Regions from separate parts of the Acanthopagrus latus genome. Here region 2 is linked to region 1. A link is a contact called in public Hi-C data. All regions are on one chromosome and are shown on one strand. Each heading gives the region's core, a stretch centred on a gene start, on an enhancer-like site or on the middle of the called end of the contact. The rest is flanking DNA. Distances are from core to core; before and after follow the strand shown. Region 1 holds the start of otop2 (proton channel OTOP2). Region 2 holds the start of fscn2a (fascin-2a).

Region 1 (5,487 bases), core at 762-3,261:
GCAGTCCGGATCCCGTCCACTCACGACATAAAAACCGGCTCCTGAATTCAGGATGAACTCTCCGTCCACTGGCAGGATCATCTCCTGCACAGCATGCGTGGTCTCCACAAACACGGACACTTTTCTCAGCGCTGGGAACTTCACTATGTCGTTGCCACAAGGAACAGCCCCGTGGTCCCAGTTGGTCTGATTTTCATAGTTGGTGTCAGGAATCCACTGCTTGTACAAGGCGTTCGCCGCCCCGACAAGAGAGACGAGAAGAAGCACGTCCAGTGTTCTCAGCATCTTGAGTATGTTTAGCACACTGAGCGAACATTTGGTGAACTTTGCTTTTCAACCTTGTGACTAATCAGGTGCGCTCACTAAAACTGATGAGCTATGAACCATTTCAGTCGGCTCAAGCAGCTGACCTGTAAAAGATTGACAAGTTCTGTCATTTCGCTTTTTTCTCCCCCCTTACCCACGGGAGTAAAGCTCATGAACAAACATTATTTACTCACCCCCATTCTTGATGGAGAGTCAACACTTTTACGGAGCTTTGCAACAAAACAGCTTTGCAGCATTGTTCTGAGCTCCATGAATGTTTCGTGGAGTACAAAATTTCCCCTGACTTTCCACCAGCAAGAAAATGACTGAATTTTCAAGTTTTTAACTTATTCTTTAAAGTTCTGTGGCTGGCAGATGTGGGCAGGGACACAGTTTGCTTTTCAGAAAGGACAATCTCTGAGGAAACTTTGCAGAGGCTTTAACTAGGAACTGTGAAATACTGTTTAACAATGCATAGATTATGTTTTTAAAGGGGCAGTATGTAGGATTTTTTGTCAAAATTGTCAAAACTTTTGTGAAAAAGCATCAGTTCTGACCTCACAATGTTAGTGTTCTATATTGCATAGATAGCTACTGAAGTTAGCATGCTAACCAGCTAGCCCTTGCTCGTCCTGGTCTGAAGCTCCAGTGCAGGCGGCGCATTAAACTAATTCAAACTATTGTTTAAATGGCATACTCTGACATACAGATGTCTGTAAATCAATAAACCAAGCATTTCTTATATCACACCTTTCAAACAAATCAAAATGCAATTCAGAGAACTTTACAAGATATTTAAAAGGACAAGAAAACAAAAAGGGGGTTTAAAGGCTAATGCACACCAATGGTAATGAAATCATTGGTTTAAAGATTATGATAATAAAGGGCTATGATACGGCAAAATAAATCAGAACAAGTGTGAACATTAAAATCATAAAATTATAAGACACTACATGAACATCAGACTGAACATAATTTTTTATTTGCATATAAAAGTATCAATATTTCCAGCTCCTCTCAGATGCTCCGGGCAGCTGCTCCACTGACTTGAGCGAAGAAAGAAAATATAATAACTCCACCCATTACTTATTAACATCATCATGAAATCCAGTTACAGATATAAAACTGAATTAAACATGAAATTTTACAGCTCTAAAATGTCTATTAGGATCAGAGAAAAATGTAGCTGGAATATACTTTTTAAATTGTTTGCTTTTTATTGTTTTATTATTAAATATATTAATATTAATATTATTATTATTTATTTTATTTATCTCAGTCTCTCGTGAATTAGCGGGAAAACTGCTTGTCTGCATGTGTAGATCAGTTAGCCTATTGGATTTTATGATTGTGTCAAGTCATCATGGAGCAACGTTTGACTCAGCAAAGGCTCTCCAAATAAAAGCAGCAGTCCTTATTCAGTGAACTGGCAGATGGCTTTAAGTATATATATGTATATATCCATAACACATAACACACATGATACACACACATACACACGCATGCCCTCATTGAACCTGATCCATGGTCTCCTCGCCACATGCTGGTGGAGAAAGGCCTCAGTATGATGTTTACACAGAACAACAATAAAACGCATGGTCACATGGGAACTGACGTGGAGCCGTCCCTGACATGTTGGAGGTACGCAAGTGATCAGCTGAAACTAATTAACACCCGTTTGTCTTTAATTACTTCACCTTGTGCAGGGAGCCAGCTTTCCCTTCAGTCTGACCCGCACAGAGGAGAAGAGCTGCTCTGTTCTCTGATTTTTTAAAAAACAAAAACCCTCTTTTGTTTATAGAATTTCATCTTTATCATGATTTAGATAGACCCAGGTGTGTCAGGGGCCATTTTCCCGTCGTTCTGTCTCCTTCTGCTCGGTGGAGACATCATGAAAACTGTGGCGCAAAAGATATTTTGGCCCCGCAACAAACGTTTGTCCAGGTAAGACTGTGTTGATGCACTTTCTCTGGTGAGAATTTGAGAGTCACTTTTTAAGCCATCTGTGCAGCTATATTAATGAAGACTATGCAGGAGCGGTTCTAAGATCAGTGGAGATCTGGGGTTTGTCCTGAAATCTTAGTCAGGGGGCGCAGTTGGATTGATAAATATTGCAGTAACACTGACCTCTACGTGAGTCATTTATCCCTTAAAGGTCACTTACAGTTAACTGTCAGAAAAAAGTTCTTGACTATTTAAACACATACTCTTAAGCCTATGCCTTGATTCAAAGTTTTTCTTGAAGCAGTCAGAGGTTTATATTCAATTATTTGTATTAATTACATTTAGCAGCAGGCTAATTTAAGACAAAAATAAAATGTTACATCTGAGATACATGTGAGACAAGCACGGTCCTTTTTTTTTTTTAAATAGGAAAACACCAAATGATGCCATGGAGGCTCATCCATCCAACATTGAGACAGCAGCACAGATGGACAACATCCAACACCTGCCCACTCCTCCCTGTGTGGCCAGAGACAGCTCTCACCATTTGGAGGCAGTCATGGAGCGGGCCCACCACGGGGGAGGATGGCTGCTGTCTGGCATCATCTGCATCAACATCCTGATCCTGGGCTGCGCCCTGGTCAGTGGCAGCGCCTTCAACAGCGTGGCCATCACTGCTGTGCACAGGCAGATCTTCCTCATCATCCTCCTCCTCCTCACGATGACGTGGATGCTGTTTTACTCAGCCGTCACCGCTCGAAAGGATCAGGCGATCTTGTTCAAAGATAGCCACGCAGGGCCCGTGTGGCTCCGAGGTGAGAACCTTGACTTTCTGGGTTCTGGATGAGTCACTTTTGAGGTTTAATCACCTCGTGTTTATATTTCAGCTGGACTTCTGCTGTTCGGGATTCTCAGTCTCATCATGGACATCTTCAAGATTGCCACCTACGTGGGCTACCTCCACTGTGACTCTGCTGTTAAAGTCGCCTTCCCTGTCGTGCAGGCTGTATTTTTGCTCGTCCAGGTCACATTATAAGCCCATCACATTTTTTTGTCCTGCATGATGCAGTCTTATCTGCACTCTATATAAGAGTTTGGAAAATGTAACCAAACCTTTCCTGTTTTTAGACGTACTTCCTGTGGATTCATGCGAAGGACTGTGTGCAGCTACAAACAAATTTTACAAGGTAAAATGTTCTCTTCACTCAGAAGATGCATCTTGAATCTTGCAGGACACTCATGTTTTCACTCCTCCAGGTGTGGGCTCACTCTGATGCTGTCAACCAACCTGGTGGTGTGGATGGCAGCTGTGACCGAGGAATCCATTCATCAAACGGAGATTCCTGAGCTGAACCTCAATATCTCACACAAGATGTACAGAGGTAACATGGCAAAGTTTGCACTTCTGATCAGATCAATTCACGTATTTGTACTTTTTTTTTTTTTCTTGTCAAATTTGCCCTCTCCATTTCAGCCCAGTTTGGCAATAAGAAGTGCAAATGCAGCCACTCGGCATGTGACACCTTCAAGGAGGCCTTCTACTACCTGTACCCCTTCAACATCGAATACAGCCTCTTTGCCTCGGCCATGGCCTACGTCATGTGGAAAAACGTCGGTCGTCTCGTGGAGGATCACAGCCACCACAGCGTGAAGTTCCGGCCAAAGGACGTGTGTTTGGGGCCTCTAACGGGAATCCTCCTGGTGGTGGCGGGACTCGTCACCTTCATACTGTACGAGGTGTACATTCTTAAAGAGGACGAGGGGTACAGAAACGACGGCCTGCTGATTCATTTCATCATGAACATAGTGATAGTGAGCATGATGTCCCTCTCCACTGTGATCGGCTGCATCGTCTACAGGCTGGACCACAGGGAGCACGTGTCGGAGAAGAACCCCACCCGCAGCCTGGACGTGGGGCTGCTGGTCGGCGCCTCCATGGGACAGTTCATCATCAGCTACTTCACCATTGTGGCCGTGGTGGCAACGGGAGCCAGAGGGCACCTGAACGCCCTCAACCTGTCCTGGGCCGTGTTGACGGTGCTCCAGCTCGGCCTGCAGAACTACTTCATCATCGAGGGCCTCCACCGGGAGCCCTACCACGTGATGCGGGAGGCAGCTCTGCACAGTAACGCCCATGTTTTGCCAGAGCACACTGAGATGAGCGTTGTTATGGACAGCAATAAGTCCACCTACTTCCTGACTCCAAGTCTCGATGACAAGCTGAGTTGGAAGAGAAGAGTGCTGAAGGAAGTCTGTGCCTTTCTGCTGCTTGCTAACGTAATTGTAAGTTGCCTTCATTTCAATTGCAACGAAACGGTTTACAAATATGTTTTTCCTGTTGGAATGTAACCTGCTTATTCACTCCTCCTGTATCCACAGCTGTGGATCATGCCTGCCTTTGGTGCTCGTCCCCAGTTCGATCATCCCCTCGAGATACATTTTTACAAGTTCTCGATGTGGGCCGCCATCGTCAATATCGGACTTCCTTTTGGAATCTTCTACCGCATGCACTCTGTCGCCAGTCTCTTTGAGGTGTACGTCATCTCTTAGATGCACTTATTGTTAACATGAGGAGTAAAAAATTTTATGCTTATTTTTATTATGAAATGTTTAATGTTTTACATTTTTAACTTAAAATAAATGTGATTTGTTTTCATGGCTGTTCTAACATTTAAATTCCTGTGTTAACATGTTGAGGTTTTATAACACATTTGGTCTCTTTTTAGTTAATTAAAAGTCAGAGGTTGGAGATCTGAAACCAAGGCTGCGTTCCAGTCCTTGTCGGAGGTCTGATCTTTCTGACATCAAAGTTAAGAAAAAAAAATGTCTTTGGCATTTATGCGCCTGAGTGAAACCTCGACAGTGCAGCCTCCTTACATGTATAAATGAAATGGCAGAGGGAAATGATACGAGTTAACAGATGCCAAGATGCATTTTATCTCAACTTTTCAGACTTTGAAATGGATCTAAATATTCAATGAATTCACCATGTTGTTTTAAAAATGCATTGTATTCCCTCCCCAATGGGTGCTGCCATTCATGTTACAACAGGCTACTGATTCTCAATGAAATGAGGATGATAGATTTGCCCTGATGGAACAAGAGGGAATTCCTGACTTTGCGCTGAGATTTCTAGTAGGAAGTTGAAAATCTTCCAGGTCCGTGTTCAGGGTACCTACTTGTTCACAGGTTGAGTGAAGCTATGAATGAATAAATTGTTTCCATTTTGAATTCTTA
Region 2 (5,487 bases), core at 2,176-4,675, 140 kb after region 1:
TTTGTGTTCAACCAGCCAAGCAGCTCCTGTCTATTAAGAAGCTTTAGAAAAATGATTGACATTCTTCTCAAGACATGTTTCTCATTTCACAGCATAAACCAGCAAACACAGGAATCCAAATGTGTGCGAGAAAACAAATGCACTTTATAGTCAACACTGCCATCTACTGGACATAAATCAGCCGTAATAACCATAGAGTCATCAGAGCACACGTGAACAGAGGCTGCAGAGTTAATTGAGAGCTGGGCCATGTCACAAAACAAATACATGGCTGTTACATTTGGCATCCAAATAGAAATATCCTTCACCTAGTGTTTGTACTTATTACAGTATTGATTGTGATCTCACTAGTGAGCTGTGTTCTTCAGTTTTCACTGGCAATGAGTATTGCACTCCCATGAAGGTAGGAGATTTTTGAGATGGATTTAATTTTTTAGATTCAGTGGCATCTATGTAAAATTTCACATTGTAGCTACCTGAACACACCTCGTCTCATACTCGGCTTATAGTGGACACTAAAAATGTAAAAGACCTTCTCTGGAGGCAGTGTTTGGTTTAGCCGTTTTGGAGTAGTGTGAAAATATGGGTGCAACATGGCAGATTCTGTGGGTTGTTGCAGGAATGGATGGGCCAGACGGACAGGGGAGGGATAGTCTCCTTGTCAGTAGCTTTCACAGAAACAGCCATTCACAGCAGCGTAGAGAGACTTATGCATTGGAGGATTTCAATTATATCAGAATCATGTGTTTGAAATATTCTCCGGATTGGTTTGCAAAACAAACAGCCAGCAGCAGTGATGATACAGCAGTTTGACAGCTGCACTTTCCCCGGTAAACACACCAACCTCTTTGACATACAGCTCAAAATCAAAATAAATCCAATTAGGTGCTGACATAATCCTGACTTTATTTCCTTGTTGGAGTCAAGCCTCATAACGACCAGATCCCAAACTTGTGTTTTGCAATTCAGTAATGTCCTTTGTTAGACTCTCCCTGTCACATCTTTCATATTCCAAGTGATTTTTACAGATATGGTCTCCAAACCCAAACCAAGATAACGCAAGTGGTTGTTAATAAACAAAGCTGGATATATGAATGGAAAAATGGTTGGATTTGGGATCCTGCAGTAGCCTAGATTTAACATTTTATTACATTCATTTAGACCTCTTTTAATAGTATCACTTAATTCACATGTAATTTTAAACCATCATTGTGCACTGGTACAAGGCGATGCTGCCACCTAGTGCGCACAGGGTGAAAACACATGGACAATTATGTATACTACAGGTTTTGCAAGGCCTTTGAATCACACAATTTAAGGCAAGTAAGAGCAGAATAGCCAGTGTTTTTATTATGGGACAACAAGAGTTTATTCTTAGTGTAGATTACTGTTACTGTAAAAAGTGTGATTTTTGCTCGCTCAGGTTTTGAGACTTTACCCAAACGATGACAAAACCTGAATTAGACTTATTACTTGTGACTGAGTAGGAAAAGTAGGAGATCAGAGTTGTTTCAAATGACAGTTAAGAATCAACAGAATCTCACCTAAAGAAGCTGGGAGGTAATGTAAGAGATGTTGTAAGACATTTGAGTTAATGGATCAAAAAGTAGCCTGAGGAACACATATCAAGATTGTGATGTCAGTAGTGTATATTGTAGTACTTTGTAGGAACTCACATAGTTCAGTATGTTTCAGTAAGCTTTACTTATACATCAACTTTGCTGAGAGAACAGCCGCCATCATAGAGACATAGATACACAATATCATTTCAAGTATATGGATAACACATTCACAATGTTGCACTTCGTCGTTCCCATGAAAGTAGTAACATAAAAAAAAAAAAAAGCTAGAGTTTAAATCTTGGTTCCTTTCTCACCTCTGCACACGGACCTGTGTGCAGTCAGTGTGAATGCTGAATTGTCAGTTTTGGAAAGTTACAGAAACCATCAGACACAGCCTGATGTCGGAAAGGTGTGGTTGGCACAGTTTCAGCATGTGGCTTTCAACACATAGGAGCGAAGGCTCTATTCAAATGTCAGAGCTCCACACCCTGTGTGACAGTGATTTAAACACTGAGAATTTAATTCCAGCAGAAGAGACAACGTGCCATAGCAACTTAACACACATCAACATCACACATGTTTCTGCCTCGCACACAGCTTCTTTTTGGCTTTGGGATATTACCAACCTTTGTCCTTATTACCGTTAGAGCGTTAACCCCCTTTAGTGGTCTGGGATCACTATGCTAATCACTCTTAACTGTCAAGGCTAATAGATGAGAGCTCTTGCCTTTAAAGATTACCGAGTAGAAATAAAACCCTAAGGATTTTTGCTTCGTGCTATAGTTAAATCACACAGTTGTGTGGTTTTGGTAGTTACAGTATGTTCTTCTTGGCATTACCCTCAACATCCCCAGTCAAGGGAGTGGTAATGCTCTTACAAAGGTTCACCTTAGCACACTGTGACAAAGGTCATGTGGCATTGAGTTTGTCCTCCATTATCAATTGCCTGACAGAATAACAAAGATGGGCCTAAAAGGATTAGAAAGAAGAGGGTTAAGAATAAACAAAGGTGAAAGTGGAGAAAAGGCAAATGGGCAGCACATTCAAATGTGTGTCATTCAAATTCCTCTTTGCTTAGCTCACAGACTTCACAAATAACAATATCTCTGAAGACTTGCAGCAAACAGAACGTTGCTATGTAGCTTCTTCTGGACCTGCATGTGGCAAACTGGGATAATAACCTTCATAAAGGAACCTTTGTACTACTTTGAGAATTAAGACTATGCTTCTAAATCAGCCAACCATGCACATTACCCCTGGTCCAGGGCAGTGTGAAAGAAGCTTTTTGTGAATACAGTTCTAATCTTAACACCAAGCCTTTAACAAGCACAAAGCTTCCTCGTGGATAGGAAATGTTATTCAGAGGGTGTTTATGTGTTTACACAAACTGAATGATGATAAACTCAGTTAGTCTCATGATAAAAATCTGTTCTGAAAAGGGAAGCTCAAAAGAGAAGGAGAAGCAGTGGGGAGCAACCAAAAGCACCTTTCCTCTCTGGACATTTTCCAATTAGGCTGTGGCTCGCCAGCAGATCAAAGCTAGGATAATCCCAGGGCCTGGATGGCATGGCCACTAGTATATGGACCTAAATATGAGGGTAACAACCAATGGGTAGTCAGGCTGACAAGTTAGTGTGCCACTGTGAGATGCAAAGGGTTAAGGAGAGAAGGAAGAGGTGAGAGAAAGGGAAAGATACGGAGGAGCAAGAGAATGAATTGGACCGAGTGTGTGCCGGAGAAGGAGAGGGAGGAGGGGAAGTTTGCGGTTGGTGCACGGGTGTGTGACGTCAGCGGCTTGTTGGATTGAGGTGCTGTGTCCTGCTGATTTTAATCCTAACTCATTAAGGAACAGAGAGCAAGTGCCTGTGGAAACTCTCTGGGGGAACAGAGAAAGTGACAGGAGAAGGAAGGACTGCTACACATTTCATCAAGGAAGATCAGTGGAGCTAATTTACAGCTTGAGCGACAAAAAGGGGGGAGAATTCAAGCATTTTTATTTTTGCTTTTCAGTCACATGCCTGCTATCCCTCATTACCCTTTCCCTTGTCAGTCCTAAACCTCTTCGCGTGCAACCTTTGCGTGTGGCCTGTTCAGGCATGCCCCCAAACGGAATTAACAGGGCCCTGAAGCTGCAGTTTGGCCTCATCAACTATGAGAACCGCTACCTGACGGCTGAGGCGTTCGGCTTCAAGGTGAACGCCTCGGCCATCAGCATGAAGAAGAAACAGATCTGGACCTTGGAGCAGGACGAGCAGGATGGCCAGGTAGTGTTCCTCCGAAGCCACCTAGGACGCTATCTGGCCTCTGACAAAGATGGGAAGATCACATGTGGGGCAGAGAAGCCTGACCCCGAATGCCGTTTCCTTATCGTGCCCCAGTCTGATGGTCGCTGGGCGCTTCAATCGGAGCCTTTCCTGCGTTACTTTGGAGGCTCGGCCGACTACCTCTCCTGCTTTGCTCAAGCCATCGGGGAGCAAGAGCTGTGGGCTGTCCACTTGGCTCTACACCCACAGGCTAGCCTGCTGAGCGTGGCTCGTAAGCGCTATGCCCATCTGTCTGCCTCAGATGGAGAGATCTCAGTGGACAGCAACATTCCCTGGGGGGTGGACTCCCTCGTCACCTTGGTATACCTGGACGGCAAGTACAGCCTGAAGACCTGCGACAGCCGTTTCCTCAGCAATGATGGCAAACTGGTCAAGGAGAACACCAACGCAACCAGCTTCACATTGGAGCTGAAGTCTGGCAAGCTGGCCTTTAAGGACTGTGATGGGAAATACCTGACACCGGTGGGTCCCACAGGAACGCTGCGATCTGGCAGATGCTCCAAGCCCGGAAAAGATGAGCTGTTCGATCTAGAGGAGAGTCATCCACAAGTAGTCTTTCAAGCCGCCAATAAAAGATTTGTCTCAGTCAAGCAAGGTAATCAGCATCCAGTCTTGAAAAAAAGAGCTTATTTTCTTATAAATACACCTCTTTATGTAGGCAAGAGTTTGATATTTACAAAGTTGTATACAGGGAAATGAGTTTGAATGCAGCACTTATAGTCCAAGGAGGAAATGTAACACTGAAACAAATTTAATTGATGAATGTAATAGTGGTAAAAGAATGGGATTTGATAGTTTGTCAGTACATTTGAAATAAACTATTCAAAATCAGGTATGGTAAACATGCCATCATGGTAACGATAGTAAAATAGGGCTAACTTGTGAGCTAAACATGGCTAGAACTCCTTGCAGAGACTCCATGCTATGCTCACACTTATCAAAATATAGTATTGTCCTCCACTATGATTTTGCATTAGTATGCTCTCTGTGCACTTTACCACAATGTTAACATGGTAGACCAAGATAACATTTTTTTCTATGATGCTAGCTTTAGGTATTGTGGTTAGCTAAGAGTTTAGCCTTAGCCTGTACAGTAGAGTTCACAGACTGCCATTGGACAACTTCATACACCTTTTTCCTGAATCAAGCAGTTCAGAATTTTGTGAACAAAAGTGAATATTTTATGATTATGAACCAGGCAAAAAAGCTTATCTGTAACATTCATCAGCTCATATGAGAAAGCATGGCCTTTCCTGTCTACACGGTGGCTCCAGACTGGCTGACAGTCAAACTGTAGAGGTAATTGTGGTAATGGGCTTTGTCATTTCCACTGTGTGTCCCTTGAAGATTAAGTAGCGTGCAAATAACTGTAGGGCAGGTCTGTGCCCCAAGGGTGTTGATCACCATCATTGGTCTTTAAGCCTTGCGGCTACTCGTTCTTTACCGTCAGCCATTGACTCACGGTTTCCAAATTGTGTGCCATTGTCCACGATGGCAATGAGTAGCAGCCAGGCCTTATCAGACGGATCGGTTACACGGTCTATTGTCAGCCTGCGTGATGCTGCGTCTGCTTTGCCTGGTATAATTATTTTAGAAAACAA

What was found. Hi-C and Micro-C count contacts between places; a contact is called where the count stands out from the background.
Region 2: a contact with region 1 is called in a Hi-C map of muscle, with 3 times the contacts expected there. The contact joins the promoter of fscn2a here to the promoter of otop2 in region 1. A contact is called at or near these places in 2 of 4 Hi-C or Micro-C datasets (both in muscle).

What each region holds. Positions count from the first base shown.
Region 1 is chr23:13,860,027-13,865,513 of fAcaLat1.1, forward strand. It overlaps otop2 (proton channel OTOP2), which reads left to right and starts at 2,012. Exons shown (of 7, transcript XM_037089252.1): 1 at 2,012-2,250; 2 at 2,680-3,065; 3 at 3,138-3,274; 4 at 3,379-3,437; 5 at 3,508-3,632; 6 at 3,725-4,533; 7 at 4,630-4,918. The coding sequence starts at 2,198. The coding sequence ends at 4,800. It overlaps amn (protein amnionless), which reads right to left and starts at 1,476. Exons shown (of 1, transcript XM_037089255.1): 1 at 1-1,476. The coding sequence starts at 285.
Region 2 is chr23:13,997,415-14,002,901 of fAcaLat1.1, forward strand. It overlaps fscn2a (fascin-2a), which reads left to right and starts at 3,426. Exons shown (of 5, transcript XM_037088813.1): 1 at 3,426-4,481. The coding sequence starts at 3,659.